2 separate regions of the Gossypium hirsutum genome follow, and region 1 is linked to region 2. A link is a contact called in public Hi-C data. All regions are on one chromosome and are shown on one strand. Each heading gives the region's core, a stretch centred on a gene start, on an enhancer-like site or on the middle of the called end of the contact. The rest is flanking DNA. Distances are from core to core; before and after follow the strand shown.

Region 1 (6,292 bases), core at 2,065-4,564, 200 kb after region 2:
GGATGTAGCATTTTGTTGTTTCGAGATAGAGATTTCTAAAAAAAGGCTAACTTATAGTCAATACTTTGATACAAGTGAACCCAAAATTTTCAAATACTTTAAAGAGGATTACATCTTAAAATTTTTCAGATTTCCGACATTAAAAACATTTTGATAATCAATTAGGTACCAATTTTTGGACGTTACGAGGGTGCTAACCCTTCCTCGTACGTAACCGACTCCCGAACCCGTTCTTTTGATTTTGTAGACCAAAACCAACGATTTTAAAACAAACTGTTTTAAAGGTGATCCAATCGCACCTAAAAAGATTGGTGGTGACTCCCGTTTTCATTTTTTTAAAATCGATTCCCATTTTCTAAAACTCGATTTAAAAATGGTCTCGACACTTACTACTAGTACCAATCGGTGAGGTCCTTACATGAGCGATAGAAACAGGAGCACCATTGCCCATCAGAAGTTGGCTCATACCTGTATATATAGTAGTATGACTGAGTGTCAAGACATCATTAGTAATGTGGTTTTTGGCACCTGAACCTGGGTACCAAAGGTGACTAGCATCATTTGGAGAAGGTGCTGAAAAATGACAACTTGGTGGACCACCATGTTCTTGAGAAACAGGAGCTTGCTTGCAATAGTGGTGCATAGCACAACTAGAAACGGACTTTCCTACCTGTCTAGAATCGGAAAGTTGATGATGATTCACAAACATGGATTGTCCTTCATCAGAAACACCTGTAAAATTCTCATCAAATCTATAGTAACATTTTTAAACAATGTGACCGATTTTACCATACAGTTGAAATTAGGGGCGAGTGTGAGAAAATCGACCCCCACAACTCCTACCACGATGGAAACCTCTCTGTCGTTGAAAACCACCATGGTTTTGTTGTTTATGATCATGATAACTAGAGTTCTTTGATGGTGCTGCATCTTCACGAGCTAGTTTACTGGCTAAATTAGCTTGGACAGGAATGGTAGCCAAGAATTCAGCTTGTCGTGCCTCACAGTCTAGTAGCATTTCAGTCACCAGATCAAGGGATAGACAAGTGGCTGAAGCCACCACTCGAACTGACTCATATTCAACCGAAAGCCCCGCAAGGATGATACAAACCTATTCTTGCTCTGAGATATGACTTCCTACAGCAACCAAAGTATCACACATGGACTTAACTTTTGCCAAATACTTTTTTATGGACAAGTGACCCTTTTTTGGAGAATACAACGCATGTCGTAAACTCGATATCTTGAAAGTAGACTCGGTGGCAAACCTCTTTCCAATTGTAGCCCATACATCAAAGCTAGTACGAGCATCAGTGAGATAGCCCAAGATTTCATTAGATACATTCAAAAGTAGCCAAGAGGCCATTAACTTGTCTTGTTGAACGTGCAATATATATAAGCAGAATTCTTGACCATTTGCCCATCAGTATTAACAACTAACTGAGCAAAAACACTGATAGTTTCTAAAATGAAATCTTGCACACCATATCCCTCAAGAATCAACATAATTTGGTGTTTCCATAAAAGAAAATTGCTCTCACAAAGTTTAACAGTATCAAACTTAAGAAATTGTTGAACTTGCTTTCCAACAACAGAAGTTACAGAAACAGGACCAGAACAATGAAAATTAACCTGCTCTACAACACCATTAGAGAAATGCAGAATGAGAAAAAAACAACCTTAGCTCAATACCATGTAGAGAAACGCAGCAAAGGGATGAAACAAGAAGATGTGTTTCATTTCTCAAAAAATAATAGGATACATTTTGAGATTGATCATATTGTATTTATACAGAACTTGGACTACTTCAACAACTTCTTTAACAGAAAACTACTTTAACAACTAACTGCTTTAACTACTAACAACTTAACAACTATTTGTTTCTTTAGTCCTTAACAAACCTTGTCAAGTTTAGGAGGCAGTCTCTTCGTCTCATGTCATCTGTTTCGACCCCTTTGTTTAGTTGTAGGAACAAAGTTCCGATGTTGGATGGTTGATTTATTTACTTTAATAGTGTGAATGATATAGCCACTTGTTGAGTGTTTTTTTTCTGTCTTCTTTAGATGGTAAGTTTATGTATTTATATGATATAGTTACTGTTTATTGATTGATATCTTAGGTGGGTTCTATTCATGCCAACACGTACTATATCCTAGACTTAGCACGTGTTTATGCAGGTGTTTCTGCATTCACATATATGATCTCATGTGTGACCTCGTAGGAAAGTGTAAGTGCCCCCTTGTGGATACTTAACATCATGCGAGCTTGATTTGCGAGCTCAATCATGCGAACTATGTAGAATCCGATCTAGACCTATTTGAACCCACTTGAGTTATGGGTCGGTAATAGTAAGTATCATAACACCACTAAATAAGTACTTGGTCTCAGGGCGGTTGGTTGAAACGTCACTTGGAAAGATGATTTCCATTCTCAATCGTAAAAATAAAGTAAATAATAATATTTAAAAAATATATAACAAGATCTCAATCCAAGTTTGACTCGGTTGTGACCTGAACAAAATATAGTTACAATCCTAAAATTTAAATTAAACACTAAGATGCTACCAAAGCTCTCAATGTTGTTGGTGCTCAAAATGAGGAAAAAATAAGCCTCAGGAGAGTGTTGGTGTTGAGGGCAAATCTTTAACTAGAACTGATACCAAGATGGGAGTTGTTAAGCATGATGATGAGGATGGTGGTCGCCGTAGTGGTAGCAGGAATCCAATTCATTCACATGATATGGCCTCTATGGAAGCCCCAACTATGAAATGAAATCGTAAGATGAAGACCATGGCATTGAAAAAGGAAAAGAAGTTGCATAGAATTGGATCTTAAAAAGTTGCAGACGTGGCAGCATAATCACTGCTCTGTTTGGTTTTTAACGAAAGAGTGATTAAATAAGAATAGTTCTTAACGACAATACTAAAATTGACAAAAAAAAAATAGAATGACCAAAGTAGGAATAAGCTAATTTTAGAGTGACTATCTTAATAATTTACTCCTTATTGTAACGATTACAATATCAACCAAATTAAGACTTAAATTATATCTATATTAATTTAATGACAAAGAGGGAATTCTTAATGTCATAATCCCAAATACTTTTCTTCACAAAAATAGAAAATTAAAAACAAATAAAACGAATTTAACAGCATTTAACTCCAACCCTAAATCTTAAAATCAAAGTGGAGCCTAGCCGTAAACACAAAGTATGTATTAGTCAATGGTTGATCTAATGTGCACCTCATTATCATGGGTTGTCACTTTTCATCTGACTTTTTTTTTTGTTTTTTGGTCTTAACTGAGGACCAAATTGAAGCTTCTTCGCAATATCAGCCAGCTTTTAAAGTCTTCCATTAAGGGCTAAAGAAAAGGTACATTATATCTAGACCCATTGATAATCGGGAGAGGTAAGTTCATTTTCGGTTTTTAATTTTTTGTTTTTAGTAGAATATAAGAATAGGATAAAGTTTGAACAATAAACACAATTAGCTCAATCTGAACTCATGTCACATTTAAGACGGTGAATACCCTAACCATTAAGCCATCACATAAGACGATTTTTCAAATTTCTAAATTATTTTATTTTGAGTTAATTTCAAGTTCAAGTTATTTTAATTAACATTTCAATTAAAAAATAATTGAAGTCTTTTGAAAGGTTAAAGATCAAATTTAATTTTTAAAAAAAATAAAAACCACCTTTAAAAATTAACTTTTATTCTATTATGAGAAATTTATATATTATTTGCCACATTAATAGTGACAATGATAATATTTAAATTTGATATTTTATATTATATTTTTTTTTTATCAAGTCAATTTTTGAAGAAAAGAAAAATCTCAAAATTAAGTAGGGACTCGACTTGACCTATGAGAGAGTTTATGTCCGTTCCCTCTTTACTATATTTCTGATTTCGCCCTTGAAATAAATGTATGCATTAATAAAGGTCACTTTTAGATTTATTTTGATTTATATTCGAATATATTTCGGTTGTTATTTTAATTATGTTTTTGTAGTAGTTGGTTTTCATTAGATAGTTGTTTTTTTTAAGGTTATTTTAATTAAAGAATCTAAATGATGTATTAATACGAAATGAATTTTAATTTATTGATCAAATATAAAATAATGTAATTAGAATCAGGAACGATATCAAAAAATTTATTCGGGAGGTCAAAATTAAATTGTATACTTTTACGATAGTAAATGTATAATTTCACCATTTTAATAGCCTATATATTTATAACTTTTAAAGAATTAAATCAAATTTATATCATTTTTATGACCAAAATATATTTTTACTATTACTAATTTAAAATTTTATAAATTATAAAAAAATTTAAATAAAAAATTTTCCATTTTTAGCGTAATCTGGGGACCCTAGCTCCGCCACTAATTAAAATAAGTGTATCTCATCTCAATATATAAAATGTGAAATCAAAACGTGAAAGAGAGATCATCTAAAAGCAGCATTTGAAGAATATGGGCTTTATTTGTTTATATTTTATTTTGGATCTAAATCTAGTGAAAGAAATAATTTGGGTCAAAATCAGTGGATTCTTAAATGGAATTGGGCTTCAAGAAGCTAAAATCATATGGAAAAAAAATTACAACTCCAATTTTATCCAATTTCTTTTATTTATTCATGAAGTTTGGTTTAATATGCAATTTGATACATGAATTTTGATTTGGTATCCTTAACACAAAAAAAAAAAAACCTTAAATTATGATTTATATGTCTACATGAAACTTTGATCCGAATTCAATTGTGCACATTTAAAGAATTAAATACATACATTTATTTTCATACTGGATTAATATAATATTTGTGTATGCAATATATCAACGTAAAACAATGTTAATTCAATAATCTAATTAGCGACATGTGAAAATTAAATCAAATTAAAATTTCACTTTTAAAATTGTACAAAATCAAAGTTTATGTATGACATTGCATATTAAATTAAAGTTCATATATAATTTTGATATTTATCTCAATTTCTTTTAAATCAACGAGTTTACGATTATCAATTAATTATTGGTCCGAACCGTTTCACTCAATTTTCAATTCTAACCCTATAAAAAATCTATAATTTTTATCGGTTTTCATTTCAACCAATTAATCTAATTAAGGGCTTAAATAATAAATTTTAAATTAATTTTATAATTGTATGATATATTTATTTAATTAATTAAATAAAATATATGGTTACAATAATGTCCATAATTTCTAAAAGAAATCAAACAATTATTCAAATGAAGTTTTTTTTTTGCTTCTTAATTCTCAACTTTAAATTCAAAGTTTTTCATAGAAATCTAAAACCAATAGAATAGAATTTGTATTATTTGATTGGCAAGTAATCCAAAAAATTATCGTTGTTGCTATAATAATAAGACATTTTATAAATCATAACAATAAAATTAAATATTTAATTTAGCTTAAACTCGATTTAAAGAAATTTTTTAATCAATTCAATCAATTTTGCATCGATTAAATCTTCTTTAGGTTTTTGAGTATCAGTAGGACCATCGGTTCTCCTTTCAACTAGTCTATCCGCTCTGATTCAAATAACCATGCTTGTCTGTATGTATCTTTAAAGATAAAATAAATGGTCAAATTTCATAAAAGATCCCTATATAATGCATTTTTTAATTGATTTAATTCCTTTATTATAATATTTTCATTTTTAGTACCTCTATTTTTCAAAAGGAGTATTTTCAATCTCATAGCACTTGTCGATATATCAATTTTCTCATTTAAGTATCTAGTTTTTTATTTGATTAAAAAACTCTCAACCAATTATATCATGACATGTGGCATTTTTAAAAAATTAAATTAAAAATAAAATGTAACTATATTTATAATTAAATTAAAAAGATAAAAATTATAAATGTTTAAAATCATTTAACATTGCAAAAAAAAAAAATACATTTAAAAGAAGTGAAATAAATTAAATAATGTCCAAATTGCATTAAAATTAAATAAAATAGTGAGTGGGGGGCATCATAGCAAATCTCTTATATACTTATTAATCAATATTACTTTAGATTATTCATCATATTATTTCAATAAATGGTTGCCTAAATACAAAGTGATTGGACCCATGCATAATGTTTGACTGAGTCAATAAGATCTGAGTTGAGCTAAGATTTGGGGCAACTCGTTAATAATTGTAAGTCCAACTCACCTACTACTACCCACATGCCCCTTCCTATTTCTATTTTCAACATTCAAACCTATTCTTTTCGTTGGCATTAATTAATTTTAAGATATATATTTTCGCATGATAATCTC
Region 2 (5,802 bases), core at 746-3,245:
TATGAAGTAGCAGCAACTATAATTTTTCATCTTGTAGAAGTGAAGATGATATTAACCATATGCAAAGGGAAAACAACACATCCATAATCAAGTTGACAGCTTGATTAAACTAAGCCAACAGCAAGAATGAATGAATCCTTAAGAAGAATGGCATAGGGTCCTGATATGACTGCTCTTGTAACCCCAGAAAATATACATCCATTCATAACAACTACCTTAAAAAATGGTTAAAAAACAATAGCAATAATTCAATTATCAAAGTTAACAAAAAACCAGCATGACAAACATTCAGAATAATCTTTTGATAACTGATATTCTAGAGTGAACAAATAGCAGGCACCACGGCAGAATAAAGAGGGAAGTTGAAGAAATAGAGATTGAACCAAGAAGATACCTGACTTGGAGTACCGAATGTGGGAGATTGCTTGAGCATGATGATGCAAACGGCTGTAAGGGCAGCAGCCATAAGGATTTTTCCTACAAAATTGCTCTTCCTTTTGGGATCATGGTATTCCATGCCTACATGCAAAACACAAACAACAATTTTGAATTCAGAGAAATCATTGTAAAAGCATTAAGATACAAGCAAATCAACTTCCAAATTCTGAATAACTTAAGCATATTTTAAATTGTAAACTTAAAAAGAATTACAATTTTCTACATTCAGTGACAAACTGTTACTAGGATTCTGGAAGTAAAATGGTAAAATGAAATTTCAAGAGGTTTGTCATAAGAATTTTTTTTCTTTTCCAAATTTAAAGCTTTCTAAATGAAAATGGCAGGATTAAGTCCCAAGACAATGGCATGAACAAGAAGAAGATGAAAAACAGTATAAATCATAAAACTAAACAAAGAAAATTGGGTTAGAACTGAAGAAGAGAGAAAATGTTACCAGCAAAAGGCATAGATCTGGTTGACCTTGTCTGGCTTCTTCCTCTGGCAAAATTTAGCATTTGGAAATAGCTTTCCTAGGAATTGTGTTCAAACTGGCAAGAACCTGAATTTATGTCTAAATTTCAGTGATCCACCAAACACCCTTACTTGGAAATATTCTGCCAAATTTGCTGCAAATACTATAACAAAAAAGAATTAACAAATTTCTGAAACATTAAGAGACCCAAAAACCAAAATAAAGAAAAAAAAAACAAGGTAAAACAAAATTCCAAAAAAATGGGCCCTGCATCCATAGAATTTATAAAACAACAATAAAAAAACAGCACAAAATGTTGACTAACAAAATTATTATTACTATTATAAAAAAAATTAAAACCACAAAAAGAAAACCCAGGAATTTCTTCATACCCCAATTCTAAAGTCTCTAACTACAAAAAAAATAGAAATAAAAATCAAATAGATGACAAAAATAGAAATAAAAATTCGTTTTTTATTCTTTGTCAGAGCATGCCTATTCAAGGCACTAGAATTAAAATAAATAAATATTAACACAACAATAAAACATATAATTTGATAATCAATCGTTTTATTTTATTTTTTTCCTTAATAAAAAACAAACCCAGTTAAAAAAATCAAGTTAGAAACCCAAATCACCCATGAAAACAAACAACAAAATAAACCCATCGACGAAATTTGATCGTTCTCAAGAAAAGATAAAGCAGCCTTTAATGGCAGAAAACACAAAGAATTTTACCTGAAAATGGAAATAAAACGAACATTCAAATGGTTTGAAGGTAGCCAAAAGAAAAAAATTTAAAAGAAAAACAAGAATAGGAAGAGAGGATTATTACTATCATCAACAAAACGATCTAATATCATATATATATAATATAATACATGCAAATATACAAATGCAAAATATATTTCTTAACGAAAAGTAAACGCCAAAATAAATAAATTAAGAAAAAAAAAACCACCCACGATGATTGAAGACGTGAGAGCGAAACAGAGGAAAGGGAAAGAGTAGCAGCCGGTCATACACTCATCCGCGTACGTTTGAATTATAAAGAGATGAAGAGTTCTAAATATATATTTTTTATTTAAATTAAATAAATAAAAATTAGAAAAGAAATTGTGAAATACTAAAATTTAAGCGGAAATTTCTCCTTGTCCAATGGTGACATGTGTCACTCGATGAACCGATTAACCCAAACAAGAAGTTGAGACTTGGGGTTTAAATTTGACTATAAGTAAAATTCCAATTCGGGCTCTTGTACTAAGAATTTAATTACATTTTATTTTTTTTATTTAAAAAATGAGCAGAGTAGTCCTTGTATAATTAAAGAGTAAATAAGTCATTCTGTTAAAATTTTTATAAATTTTTACTATTAAAAATTGGTTCATGTACGTTAGCATTACGGTACATGTGGCACATCACGATCACTGTTTAGTTATTCTGTTAGTCATGCTAATTTTCAATAGTAGAAATGAATTAATTTTTTAACAGAAATGATTAATTTACTCTTTTATCTAATGTTTAAGGACTAATTTGCTCAATTTTTTAATAGAGAGAGAAAAATGCAATCTTATACCTAGTACAATGGCTTCCATGATAATTTTACCGCCAACATTTCAATTTATTTCATGATAGTTATTCTGTTAGTCATACCAATACTTCATATTACATAATGTGCCTAAAAATCAATTTTTAACAGTAGAAATAAATGAAAATTTTAACATAATGACCAATTTATTCTTTTATCTAACGTACATGGACTAATTTATTCAGTTTTTAAATAAAAAAGACAAAATCTAACCCGACTCCTAATACAAAAAACTTCTACTATATTTTTACCTATCGAAAACGACTCAAATAAATTAATAATTAATTAATTAATTAATAAGAACCAATAAGGGGGGGGGGCATTTGGTCATATAGGAATAGGGAATAAGGTGTACATAAAATAGAGGCATAAATGATGATGGTGGGACTATGTAGTCTAATTTATTTCTACAATACAACCACCGTGACCTTTTTCTTTTTCATTTTTTTTATTTTTATTTCCATATTCATGCTTTCACGTTGAATTAAGATACTTTAATTTCACATCAACTTATTTAATTAATTTTAATTAATAATAAATTATGCAAGTAATTACCCCAAAACATAATTTTTCAATTTGGGGTAGGGAGCCCTTGGATTAGGACACAATCACGATGTAGGTGGAAACATAATTATTATGTAATAAATAATTTATAAAAATTGAAATAAAAAATAAATGAGACTTTAATTGAAATGATAAAATATGGATGTAAAAAATGTTAATGCAATGAGTTCAAATCATATTATATATGTATATTTTCTTATTTTCTTATATAAATTGATATGAAAAGATAAAATCATCTCTGGATAATACAATTTATTTTATAAATCATGATATTTTAGTTATTATCCAATTAAATTAATGTTCGATTAATTCATAATATGAACTCAATCAAGTGTTTAATATATAGTATATATAATATACATACTAAAAAAAATCAATTTTAAATTATTAATATTAATATAAAATTATCTTAATTTTTTAATGATAAGGATATTTTCCTCACTGCTAATAATTGTTTTTATTTATTCTAAATTTGGAGAATGGGCAATGTCATAGGTTACAAAGGTTTATACTCATAATTTTAAAAAATTATAAAATAATTATTGAAGTATTTAAATATTTTCATTTAAGTCATTAGACTGTTAAATTTTTTTATAAAGTTCAGTGATAATCAGTACGGTGGAACAATACCCATCGATGAGTAGAAGAACATATCTCAGATCCAAGTGCATCTGATGGTCAATGTCAGAGTCGGAGAAGAAAACTAGTTGAATTTTTGTTTGCAGATTCATGATGTTCAAAGTTGTTTCATTAAAAAAAAACCCAAACTGTAGAAGAAGAGGGAAGTTTACCCATCTGGTTGGTGTTGGGGGTGAGAGTGAAGAAGGCCATGCATCGACAATTCTAACAACTCAAGTAATTTAATGATCATTTAGTAATTTTTTTAAAATTAAATAATTAAAATATAAACTTATTAATAATTCATTTACCTTTTTTTTCACCTTTATTTAATTAATTAGTAAGGAATCCAATAAAGTCCAAGATGATGGTAGACAATAGAGTACCAATTAATCATAGGAGTTGTTGCTAACAAGATTGACAACACACTGCCACCTCAATTCACCTTTTTTTTAATATATATTTTCATTTCTTTGGTACACTAACAAATATTTTAGTTATATACTTTTCCAACCTTATAATATATATGTATATAATAAACTCTTAATTTGCAAACCAAATCAAATATTTTACCAATATACCAACATAATATATTTATAAAAATAAAAATATATATATTTGTCCTCATTTGTCTTTTCATTAATTAATAGATTTTTGTTGATTGAGTCTTATCTCGATTGACATCACGCTGAAACACATTATCCTACTTTTTAAGCGTTGAGGATGAGCTATAAGTAATTATAGACATTGTATAAAAAAACAGATATAATAAGAAACTATAATAATTTTTTTTAAATTAATAGGTTTTTCCTACATATTTATTCTTTATTTTTTAGGTTAATGACTTTAACTACTTTAACTTCATTTATTCTTTATTCTCTATTTTTTAGATCTCACATGATATGTTTTTTTTTCCCTAAAAGCTTAATCCACCATTTAGTATACATCTGATCATTGTTCGAGACTCGTTCGAAAAGTAAGAGGATTTGGGTAAAAGTATAGATTTGAAAAATGAGTTTGGGCAAAAAAAAAAACTCCTACTATCTCGACTATTTTCCCTATAGTTTTGTCACTATTTTAGTGTTGTTTCATTGTTATATTGCTATTTTATTATTATTATTTGGATATTGTATAACTATTATTTTATTGTTAATTTTGTTATTATTTTAGAGGTATTTACTTGTTAAGTTGTACTAATCTTAGTGTTATTTAAGTATAAATAATTTTTAAAATTTATTTCAATTTATTGGGAAACATTTATTTTAATATTTTTAGTGTAATTGATGTATTATATTTTTTAATTTTGTTTTATATAAAAATAATAATATAAAAAATTAATATAGGCAAGCCGAGCCGGGCTTGAGCAAAATTTTAAGCTGTGCCCGAACCTAAAATTCTATTAAGGCCTAACCCGAATCCAACCCGACCATAATCACCACTAATTTAGTACTTAGTTTAATTTTTTTCAAAGTCATATTTATATATATTTTTATTCAATGTATTACTTGTATTTAAAAAATATTCTACATTTTCATACTTGAAAATAACCAGATTGATTTTTAAATATTTAATTTAATCTATAAAGAAAATTATAATTGACTAGGGCCAACGTCTGGAGGTAGGCAGCGCCTCCCCATAAATGAAAATATGTAAAATTTAAGTTAATATATAGTAAAATTGTAATTTGACTCTCAAAAATAATAAAATTATAATTTAGTCCTTATGAAAACAATAAAATTATAAGTTAATACAATGATAAAATTACATTTAAGCTCTCATAAAAATTGTAATTTAATTTTGCCTCTTAAACAAAAATTTCTGGCTTCGCCCTTGTAATTAACTAATAATATTACCAATTAACTTTTATTAAGTCAATTGCAGAACTTGGAAAAAGTTCACAACTATCAAACTATAATTGACAAATTAAATACAAAATTAAACAACCTCGCAATCAACATAAATTCTATTAACAAAATCACGAAAATTCAAACTTAATAATGTTAGCAATTAATTTTGTCAAATATAGATATCACATTGGATGAAAAACACAAATATTACATAAAAAAAAAGTGTCAAAATCGAATACCAAATGATATATCGAGTCTTTTCTAAATTATCTATA

What was found. Hi-C and Micro-C count contacts between places; a contact is called where the count stands out from the background.
Region 1: a contact with region 2 is called in a Hi-C map of leaf, with 2.1 times the contacts expected there. The contact joins the enhancer-like site here to the promoter of LOC107942886 in region 2. A contact is called at or near these places in 4 of 34 Hi-C or Micro-C datasets (callus and leaf).

What each region holds. Positions count from the first base shown.
Region 1 is chrA06:125,066,132-125,072,423 of Gossypium_hirsutum_v2.1, forward strand. No RefSeq gene overlaps it. Among protein-coding and RNA genes, the nearest start is that of LOC121230800, 4.6 kb to the left of the region's middle. Within about 2 kb of position 3,315, at least 1 of the 9 cell types and tissues checked has an H3K27ac peak or open chromatin away from gene starts, as enhancers often do. A contact at or near this core is called in leaf, where this site is marked.
Region 2 is chrA06:124,867,257-124,873,058 of Gossypium_hirsutum_v2.1, forward strand. It overlaps LOC107942886 (UDP-arabinose 4-epimerase 1), which reads right to left and starts at 1,996. Exons shown (of 10, transcript XM_016876621.2): 1 at 1,876-1,996; 2 at 893-1,064; 3 at 395-519. The coding sequence starts at 953.